Linked DNA regions of Xenopus tropicalis: region 2 is linked to region 1. A link is a contact called in public Hi-C data. All regions are on one chromosome and are shown on one strand. Each heading gives the region's core, a stretch centred on a gene start, on an enhancer-like site or on the middle of the called end of the contact. The rest is flanking DNA. Distances are from core to core; before and after follow the strand shown.

What was found. A called contact is a pair of places that touch in the nucleus more often than the background predicts.
Region 2: a contact with region 1 is called in a Hi-C map of neurula embryo, with 1.5 times the contacts expected there. The contact joins the enhancer-like site here to the promoter of tmem161b in region 1. A contact is called at or near these places in 4 of 5 Hi-C or Micro-C datasets (brain, gastrula embryo, neurula embryo and 1 more).

The regions. Positions count from the first base shown.
Region 1 is chr1:179,738,917-179,743,875 of UCB_Xtro_10.0, reverse strand. tmem161b (transmembrane protein 161B) reads right to left here and starts at 1,256. Exons shown (of 13, transcript XM_004910454.4): 1 at 1,166-1,256; 2 at 5-71. The coding sequence starts at 7.
Region 2 is chr1:179,811,094-179,815,830 of UCB_Xtro_10.0, reverse strand. No RefSeq gene overlaps it. Among named protein-coding and RNA genes, the nearest start is that of tmem161b, 71 kb to the right of the region's middle. Within about 2 kb of position 3,485, at least 4 of the 11 cell types and tissues checked have an H3K27ac peak or open chromatin away from gene starts, as enhancers often do. A contact at or near this core is called in gastrula embryo and neurula embryo, where this site is marked.

The DNA.
Region 1 (4,959 bases), core at 7-2,506:
TTACCATCTCTTTTGCTGAAGCTTTTCTTTTGCCAACTGTAAAATGCTTTTTCTAATTTCATAAATATACTCTAGAAAACAAAACAGGCTTTAGGATGCAGTAAAGTACTTATAAGACTATTTGCAGGATGCATAAGTAGCCAAATCAAAAATTCAACACAACTAGACACTAGAAAGCTGTGTAGAATGAATGATGTAAAAAAAAGTGGTATGAAATACATGGCATATTTACAAGGTGTGCTGTTCTTTCACGTGACATAAAATATTAAGCGCCATGTAAAGCATTGCCATTGCACCAAATTTACACTGAAATCTATGCCATTTTACACCAACTGGTAAAGTCCATTGAAATTACTGGCCAAATCCAGGTACCAATGTAACAATCTGTTCACACTTGGCAAAAGTATTTATACAGCTTTATAAAAAAGCATGCTTTTACATTACAATGTGTCATTGCAGTGGTGATACTAATTGTATTTTATCCACCATGATTGTTAAGGGCTTATTCATTATTTTCCCGGACTTAAGTACAAGATCAATAAGGAAGTTATACTTCTAATAAGGTGGGCATTCAGTGCTGATAATGACATTGTCAGGATAACAAACATGTATCATAATAATGTGCAAAGTTACATGCAGCCTTCATATCATACATGTATCCCAATGTACAGGCTACAGAGATCCAGAACAATCAGTGTGAGTGTGAGTGAGTGTGTGTGTGAGTGTGTGTAAGGTGTACAGGGGCAAACATTCTCAGTGGGTGTGTGAGTGGGACAGGGATACAGCAGGCAGGGTGTGTAGTGCACAGATCTAAATGTATATAGAAAGGTATACCAGAGCTGTCAGCCTGTATATGTCAGTGGTGCAAATAAGAAAAAGCTCCATGTAACATACAGTTCTCCTTAGGAAACCAAGCCTGTGATGGTTTTAACACGTATGATTGTGAGTAAAGGATTTCCCATTATGTGTGAGAATATTTGCAGTAATTACACACCTGATACCCTTGGTCTCCGTGGAACTATCACATGGCATGTATAAGCCGCAATGCCCCTTATTCACAAGCTTTAGCGTGCTGCGTTACATATACTGCCATACATAAATACCCCAGTGACAACAGCCGAGCCTCCCTCACATCTGTGTCCCACACACCGCTCCCTCTACTTACCGGCACCCACAGCACTTCATAAACTGGAGGTCACGCAAGGACCTAATAACCCAGCAGTTGGGCTGGCTAACACCTGCCTGATATCAAGCGCCGCGCACCGCTTACAACATATACCTCGCCACAGGTTGATTTTTGTTTAAATTCCTTTTATCTTTCATTGCAATTTACTAATTAAGGAAGTGAAAGTTGAATGTTATTAATGTTTGTTTTGCGTCTTTACGGGTAGGCAATTGTCAAGACAGCCGCGGAGGATAAAGGACCCTGTCTTCACTGCGCAGTCTCACAGAATGTTCAGCTTGTGAGTGGAGGCGCAGTGACCGGCGGCTTTCTGTTTGTTTGGGTTAAGATGCTTTGGGTTGGTGGCATTTCTATGGCAGCTAAACTACTTTTTGCAGCTCGTTCCCAAGCATTTTGGCTACAAGGTGGTGTTCTGAGGTCCAGTTCAGTAAAAACTGAAACTTTTTTTTTTTTTTTTTTTTAAACAAAATAGTTTTCATCCGGTTTTTAATGAGAGCATGAATATGTCATTTGTAAAACGGTCAATAAACTATTGACCTTGAAGTATAAAGCCGCCATGTTGTAATGGATAGGTAGGGTCAGATTAAGTCTTGGGGCTTTAGTTTTAAAAGCAGTGGATGTTGATCTGTGGCTCTGTAGCATTCTCCCAAAGTTGTGCTTATATTCTGGGCAGCCATGTGCAGTAAGCAGTTGGAGATACCCTAGTAAGCAATTGCTCATGTGTGAGTATTGTCTATTGGCTTCATATAGGCAGGTGCCCTCTTCCGTGATGTTACTTCCAGGCATTAGCTGCGCCTGCTGCACAGATCCACCTATAAACCAGCATCAGAGGTTAACAGCTCTGTACAGAGCGATTACGTACGAGAAGTGGGATGATGAAGCTACATTATGGTAATGCAGTTGAAGCTGTAACGGTCTAGTAACCCATAGCAACCAGTAGATGCTTGCTGCGGATTAAATGCTGTGAATTGCCATGGAATGTGCTTTAAAAAGTTGTTTCAGAGTGATGTATTCAAAAATGTTCTCAAACCCACCATTCCCACCCATCTTTTCCACTTCCAGCTGCATGAATTCTCTGACTGAAGGGAGGCCAGCTGCACTTAGCACACTGCACTGTAGGATAGCAACCAATCAGCAGCTAGGTGGACCTGATGGAGAACTGATTCCTTTCTTTGCTTGTGTGACTGCAGGGTTGTGATTGGCATTCCCCTTCCTACTGTGCTTCTGGTCAGGATCTTTAGGACATACCCCCTCCTCATTTGAAACATCAACAGACCAGAGAGTATTTTTAGGGAGTTCCAAAAAAGGGGCCATTTTTAAAGACAATGATCATTTTTAGCCCAGACTGAAACTATGACCATGTATTATTCATTATTACCATTGTGAATTAATTTGTTTCTTATTTTACTAAGGGTAAAATAGGTTTTGTATAGACCTCTAAGATTTTGAGTTTCCATTAGGAAATTGGATTTCTATTGATCATAATAAAAACAAAATTTATACAGAGACTTTCAGAATCTAAATGATGAATCTCTATCCCTTACTATCTCTTTAGATAACGTGTTTTAATAGGACTCAAGAAATGGATCATTTTAGTGAAATGGTCAACACAGGCCAATATAGCAATCATCTGTTTGGAGACTGGGGGGGTCTGAAGGTAATGCGCTAATTAAACCTAGAGGAATGTGGAGTGTAGAGGAGTGAGCGGGTATATGAAATTTTCCAAATACTTTCTACATATCTAGAAGCCTTCTTTGGTTGAAAGAAGTTCTTTGTTGCCTATGTCATAATTATTTTCAGCTGAAGATGAGAAAAATACACATAAGGATGAATAGTAGCTGTTGGCCTTGCCTTTGTGAGAGAACTCGTAAGCATCTACCTCAACAGTGATTGAGTAACAAAAATGATGTGGTCCAGAATGGTAGCTGAAGTAAAGAGGACTTTAAGAGAGAAAATCCCCCCCCCCCCCTTGAGGGAACCAACCAGGAAGTTTACCTTTTTTTTTAGCAGGTTGAATGAAAGAAGAAGCTATTTTGGAAAAAGTTTTAGTGAAACATCTGTAGAAATTGGCAAAACCCAAAAATTGTTGGTCATCTTTCAGATTATTAGGGCAGGGCCACTTCAAAACATCTTAAACTTTCTCTGGATCCATCTTAATCCCAGATGATGAGTTGATATATCCCAGCAATTGAATTTAAGTACATTCAAAATGTGAATGTGAATTTTGTGTACAGATGATTTTCACATAACATTTTCAACAGTATTTCAACAGAACCTGAAAACAATTATTATATTAGAAGATTAGTATATCTTCTAGATAGGTCACAACAGATAAATCTGGAAATTCTGTCAATTAGTCAATGCGTGGTCTCAAAGTTCCATCTCTTTTTGCACACAAATTGGGAGGAGCAGCAGGATAGATTGATGTCCCAATAATGCTTTTTTTTAAAAAAAATTCTCATTTGATATATTTTCTCAAGGCATTCAATCCTTTCTTGAAGCATATGTTCCAGCACAACCGCTTGACTTTTTCAACACCATAAGATGAAACATCCCTTCAAAGTGGATGCCCTTGTGACTCCTTGAAGGATCTCCTAGTAAATAAAGCATTGGTGTCCTTTTATATTTATACATAGTTATCACATCCCCCTTTAAACAGTGTAAAAAATCCCAACTTAGTTAGTAAAAAGTCGTACTTTTCGCAACGACTGAAAATTTTGTTATTCATTCAAGCTTTGGTATCGTGACTATCTTTTGGCCAGGTTGGAGCTGCAGAAAGTTTTTCGCACCGTTTACAATCATTTGGATATGATAATTTTGTAACTTTCAGATCGTAACTATCATCGTATTTTTGTACGTCCAAAAAACAAATTTCTCTGACATTTTCAAACATCTGAAATTATCATGGTTACTCCGAATTTTTTCCAATCCTAATTTTAACAATTCTAAATTCGTGCTTTCATGAATGGGCCCCTAGATCTTCTATTCCTCTCTGCTCTGTTCCTTTTATTTGAACTTGTTTATTTCATTAATATCCTTTTTAAGCACTAGACTGAGAAACTGCAGTGTGGATTTTAACACAGGACACTTGTTGTCTTAATACAGGACACTTGTTTTCTAGCATTGCTTGCTAGAGCTAGTCCACAGGGTTCCTCTCTAACAAAGATTTGCCTAACTTAGTCCTGTTAAGGGTATGGGGAGCTTGCATATCTTGCATAATTGGAGGTGAATAATTTTACATTTATCATCACTGAATGCCATCTGCAGCCATGCCACCCGGATTGCCAGTTTGACCAGATCATACTGCAAGGATGACGTATTCCGGATGGAATGAATTCACTTGTATAGCTTTGTGTCACTGACCAACACAGATACTCTGTTCACAATGCACTCTATCAAGTCATTAATGAACAAATTTAGTAAAAGTGAATCTAATACAAGACCCTGTGGCACCCTACCAAGAACTTTAATTAGAGAATTAAAAATACATTAAAAACCTCATTATACCTTAAGCCAGGCAAGTTTTAATAGATGCTAACCAGTTAAAAGCACTGGTTATTGGTATTGAAATTGAGCCAGTAGGTGTCCAAACACAAACTGAGAGTGTAATATAAAACGCCAATGCTCTGCTTAGGCGTAGGTCATCTCTCATTGGTCATCATCTCATGCATACTGATGCACTGGACCTTTTTTCTGCCACAAAAAATTACACAGGCCCAATAGACCTTCAGAGGGTTTGAAACGTAGGCCAAAAACTTGTCACTAGACCGACACAT
Region 2 (4,737 bases), core at 2,236-4,735, 70 kb before region 1:
TGATTTTTCCTTTTTGTTTGTTCAATCAGGAAGGTCCCGCCTACTTTCCAGGAAAATAAGCAGTTTCTACTAATTGACAGAATCCCCCTACTTAGTAAATATGCACCAAAATACAACACGTCTGTAAAACAAATACCACATTATTCCACTAGATGGCATGAATTCTCTATTTCATTCCTCCGGCTCTGGTGGGTGTCAGCAAACATCACAGCATAGCAATCAGCTTCTACTACACGTCCTCTCGATTTGATTTAAATTACATCCAGTCATGTGCAGTGCTTTAATTTATCATTATCATAATGTATGAGTGGATCGCTAACACTATTTTTGGTATTAGAAAAAAAAAAAAAATTAAACATGCATAATAAATAGCGCGCATTGGGTATTTCACGATGATGTGGAAGTCGCCAGTCTTTTTTTGTGTGTATTCTATAAAGCAAGTAATACTGCACGGTATTGTAGCCTATTTGGAACTCTGGAAAAACAACACACAAATTGGGGCTTTGGCAATATCCATACATCTGAAGTTAGCATATTATTTACTTTAGCTCTCAACCGCCCCTATTTTTCATCAAAAATTCCCTTTGTCTCTTGGCAGTCTGGTGATTCCCCCTCATTAACAGCCAGAATAGGAAGTGTAATGCGTGCTTTCAATCTGCTAGTTGTTCATTCTTTTCTTTATGCTTTTTTATTATTCAAGAACATCAAGTGTTTGGCTTTAAGATTTGCCATTACATTGCTGCGAAGCTAATCCTTCCCTTCCTAATTTTCTCTCTGCGTATGTGTGCTTTGACTTGATCTCTCCCCATACCTAAATTTATTTATAAATATATTTATTTAGCCAGATATGCATTTGTGGCTAAAGGCACTTTCACAGTATGAGGCAATATTATATTCCACCCCATTTATTGGGCTGTACATTTGACAAAACATCAATAAAAATGACTATTTAATTCCTAGTCAAGTGCACACATAAAAAACAATAGCAAAGGGGTGAAATTAAACCTGTATGCTCAGCAGTGCATGCATAATAAATCACTGGATGTTTCGGCTATGTTTTAAGAGACTCTTTGCAAGCCTCTTATAGGGAATTTACATATGCTTAGAGGAAGATATTGCATAGTGGCCAAGAGAGCAGACTCATTTATTTCACAAGGAAAAAGATACACTAGAAGAGTGTCTAGAGGTTTCTAATAAATTGTAAATGTTTGATTGATCGACGCGCTACAGGATTTGGTGAATTTCACTAAATGTGCTTTATTTTTTTTATTACTTTTTTTCTCTAATGATTTTTCTTAACTATATACATTTTTTTTTTACAACAATGGAGAAATAGATCATTTACAGCAACAATAGGTTATGTGATAGCTGCTTCATAATCTCCCAATGCTTTCCTCTTCTGCTTTCTTTTTTATAAAGCAAAATATATTCCCCCCCCCCCCCTTTTTCTTCCTTAATGGAATGTAAATTTGATAGATAATTGTATCGTGGGTCTGTTCTGAATTTGGAGAGAAGCAACTGTTTTAGAAACTCTATGTAAAAGCCCTAAAAAAAAATTGCCACTTCTGTGGTCAAATGAAAAGTAATACAAATAATAATTGAATATTATTGCCATTTCCACAACTAGGCTAAATAGATTTGTGTCAGTTGGACATATAAACATATTCCTATTTGTTTATGAAATATATAATAAAAAATATATATAGTGCTACTTAAATATGCACTAAGCTATGTACATTTTTACAGTACAGTAAAGGTACAGACAGGAGGAACAGGCAGTGCAATAAATAAACAACTACAGTGATTAAATGCCAGGTGTTAAAACACAGAAGAAGCAGGTCTCTGCCTTGCTAAAACAAACCTTCTAAGTTCCAGGTGTTATGAGACAGAGATGGAAGGAGGTTGCTGTCTTGTAAAGCTTACAATCTAATATACACACACACCTTCAAAGTGCGCAGTGTTATAAAACACGAGAGAAAGAAGGTTTCTGCCTTGTAGAGATTACAATCTAAATAAATATGTATAAATAAAAATATATATATATATCTATATATACACACGCACACAAACCTTCTAAGTGCCAGGTGTTATGAGACACAGAAGAAAGGAGGTTACTGCCTTGTAGAGCTTACAATCTAAATATTTATATTTATTAATAGCTTTAAATATATAGATATATACAAACACACTTTCAAAGTGTCATAAAACACAAAAGGAATAAAGTATAATAAATAATAAAGGAATATTATATATATATACTGTATATATATATATATATATATACATACATACACACACAAACCTTATAAGTGTCAGGTGTTATGGGACACAGAAAGAAGGAGGTCTATATATATATATATATATATATATACATGCACACACACCTTCTTTGATCATATACTATATAATATCAAGGGAAACAATTACAATTTCTGCATGGTAATCTATATTTATGTATATACACACAGGCACATGTTTGTATATCTATATAAATGAGAGAGACAGTGAAAGAGTGAGAAGAGGTTTCTTTATCGCCAGTATGTCCAGCCTGCGGCCCTCAAGCTGTTGCTGAGCTAAAACTCCCAGCCTCCCTCTGCACCTGTAGTTGTGACCATGCTGTGAGGCCACAGGTAGGATATTAGTGAGCAAGCAGTGTAGTTTCTGGAAAGCTATATTAACGGAGCGTCAGTATGATGACGAAGGAGAGATTAAACAGGCAGCAGTCTCTTTCATTAGCATGCCCCTTTGTGTCTTTGCCTCTCTTCTTTAAGAGACAAAAAAGGAAGAGGGTGTGTTTAATTAGGAGCCACAGTTGCTCGCTGGTAGAATGATTATTTAAAGGGTCCAAGGCAGTAGAAGGTGGGATTTCTCAGCTTCCGACAGAACAACTCATCTCGTTAAAACCCTACCTCCATTGATGGCATTAAAGAAAAAAAAATCAGGCAGGGAAAATATCAGATGCTGAATTTGGCTCATGCAAATGTAATGAAGTCTAAATTGGCTGTCACTTTAAACTGAGGTTTAACCGTTTCAACGTTCCTTGCGTATTAAGCTTAATTTTCCTGATGAAATGCAGCGGCAAATGTGCTGCAATGGTGAACGCAGGCAAAAAAAAAAAATGACATCATGAAAAACGACAGAACGCCATTTATTTTTCATTTCCTATTGCCTCCCCTGATGGCAAAGTAAAGTCTATTGACAACAACACATTTTTTAAAAGCAGAGTTCAGCTTTACGTTCTGTGTGTGTAATCTTTTTATTAATGGGAATAAAAACAGGTTTTTCTTTTTATTCCCCACTTGCCCAGTATCCAGTTACATCACTTGTACAAGTTCATTCATTCTCTTGTTAAATGCTTCAGGTTAACTCCTAAATTCATTTGTCTGGGAAGCGAGTTTTAATTGTCTTACAGCTACCTCTGTGAGGCACAATAGGGAATACGAGTACCCATTGATTATGCCATTGGGTGGAATAAGGGACTGTTATCCTAGCATTTCTCATTCACTTTACCATTGCTTTCTCTTTGAAAGAGACCAAATGGAGCTCAGCAGGTGAAAGCAAAGAAACCTGAAAGGTTCCCTTTGATGAATGACAATACCACAGTTTCCTCCCCCCCATACACATTTTGGGAGATTATAAAACCTTATTAAATCATGCCCTGTTAGATATTGATTGAGAGGGAGCTAAACTAAACCAACAATAGCAGCGTGAATCAGAGAAGTGTCTTTTCATTTTCATTCACACAAACAAAAACGCAGCTAAGCCCTATAGTTTGTGGGTGGGTGTGTTTCTTATTTGTCTAACTTTTGTTAAAAGAGTAAAGTCTGACCCTCTAATCCGGATACAGTATGGCGAGCCTAAATATTCACTGATGAGGCAACAGAGGCCTGTGCTTTATGCAGACTAATAATACTTTGAGATAATCAAGCACAGACATCTATACAAATTGCAATAAACAACAGCAACAATAAGAACCAAAAAGCTGTACGTTGATTCTTTGCTGGGAACTGATGCAGCCGATTTGTGACTAAATGAAAAATGTTGGCATTTTATGAATAGGAAAAGTATTATTTTAGTGTTAGGAAACTTTTTTTCCTGTTTTCTTTGATATTTATTGAGATTTTTTCAGTAGAAATGAGAAAGTAAAAATGATGGTTAAAATTTGTACCTTTGACCAATGAAAACTTCCGCTTAGCGGCAAAACATAAGCTATTTTTCCAAGAGCTTGTAAGCATATTTTGTAGATATGGCATGTCATATTTATCTAGAACTTCACCCCTGCACAGTTGTAAACACTTCATCCTTTATTACAACTTTTCAATAGGGGTTTAGTCTACAGGTTGGTCTATAGGCCGTATGTTGGAATATATATGACATATAGAATGATCAGGACACGTAGCAATAGGGCTATATGTGGGAGCAAAATTATTACATTATATGGGTATAGGATCTAATCTATTATCCAGAAGGCTGGGGAGCTGGGGTTTTCTGGATAAGGGATCTTTCTGTAATTTGAACCTGCATACCTGGATTCTGCTTAAAATCATGTAAACATTAAATAAACCTAAAAGGATTATTTTGGCACCAACATGGATTCAAGCAGTTTAGTTACAATCAACTACAATGTAGTTGGAAATCATTTTTAAAAATGTGAAATATTTGATTCAAATGGAGTCTATGGGGCCTTCCCCTAATTTAAAGGTATTTTGGTAAAAGGATTTCAAATAGGGGCTCTCA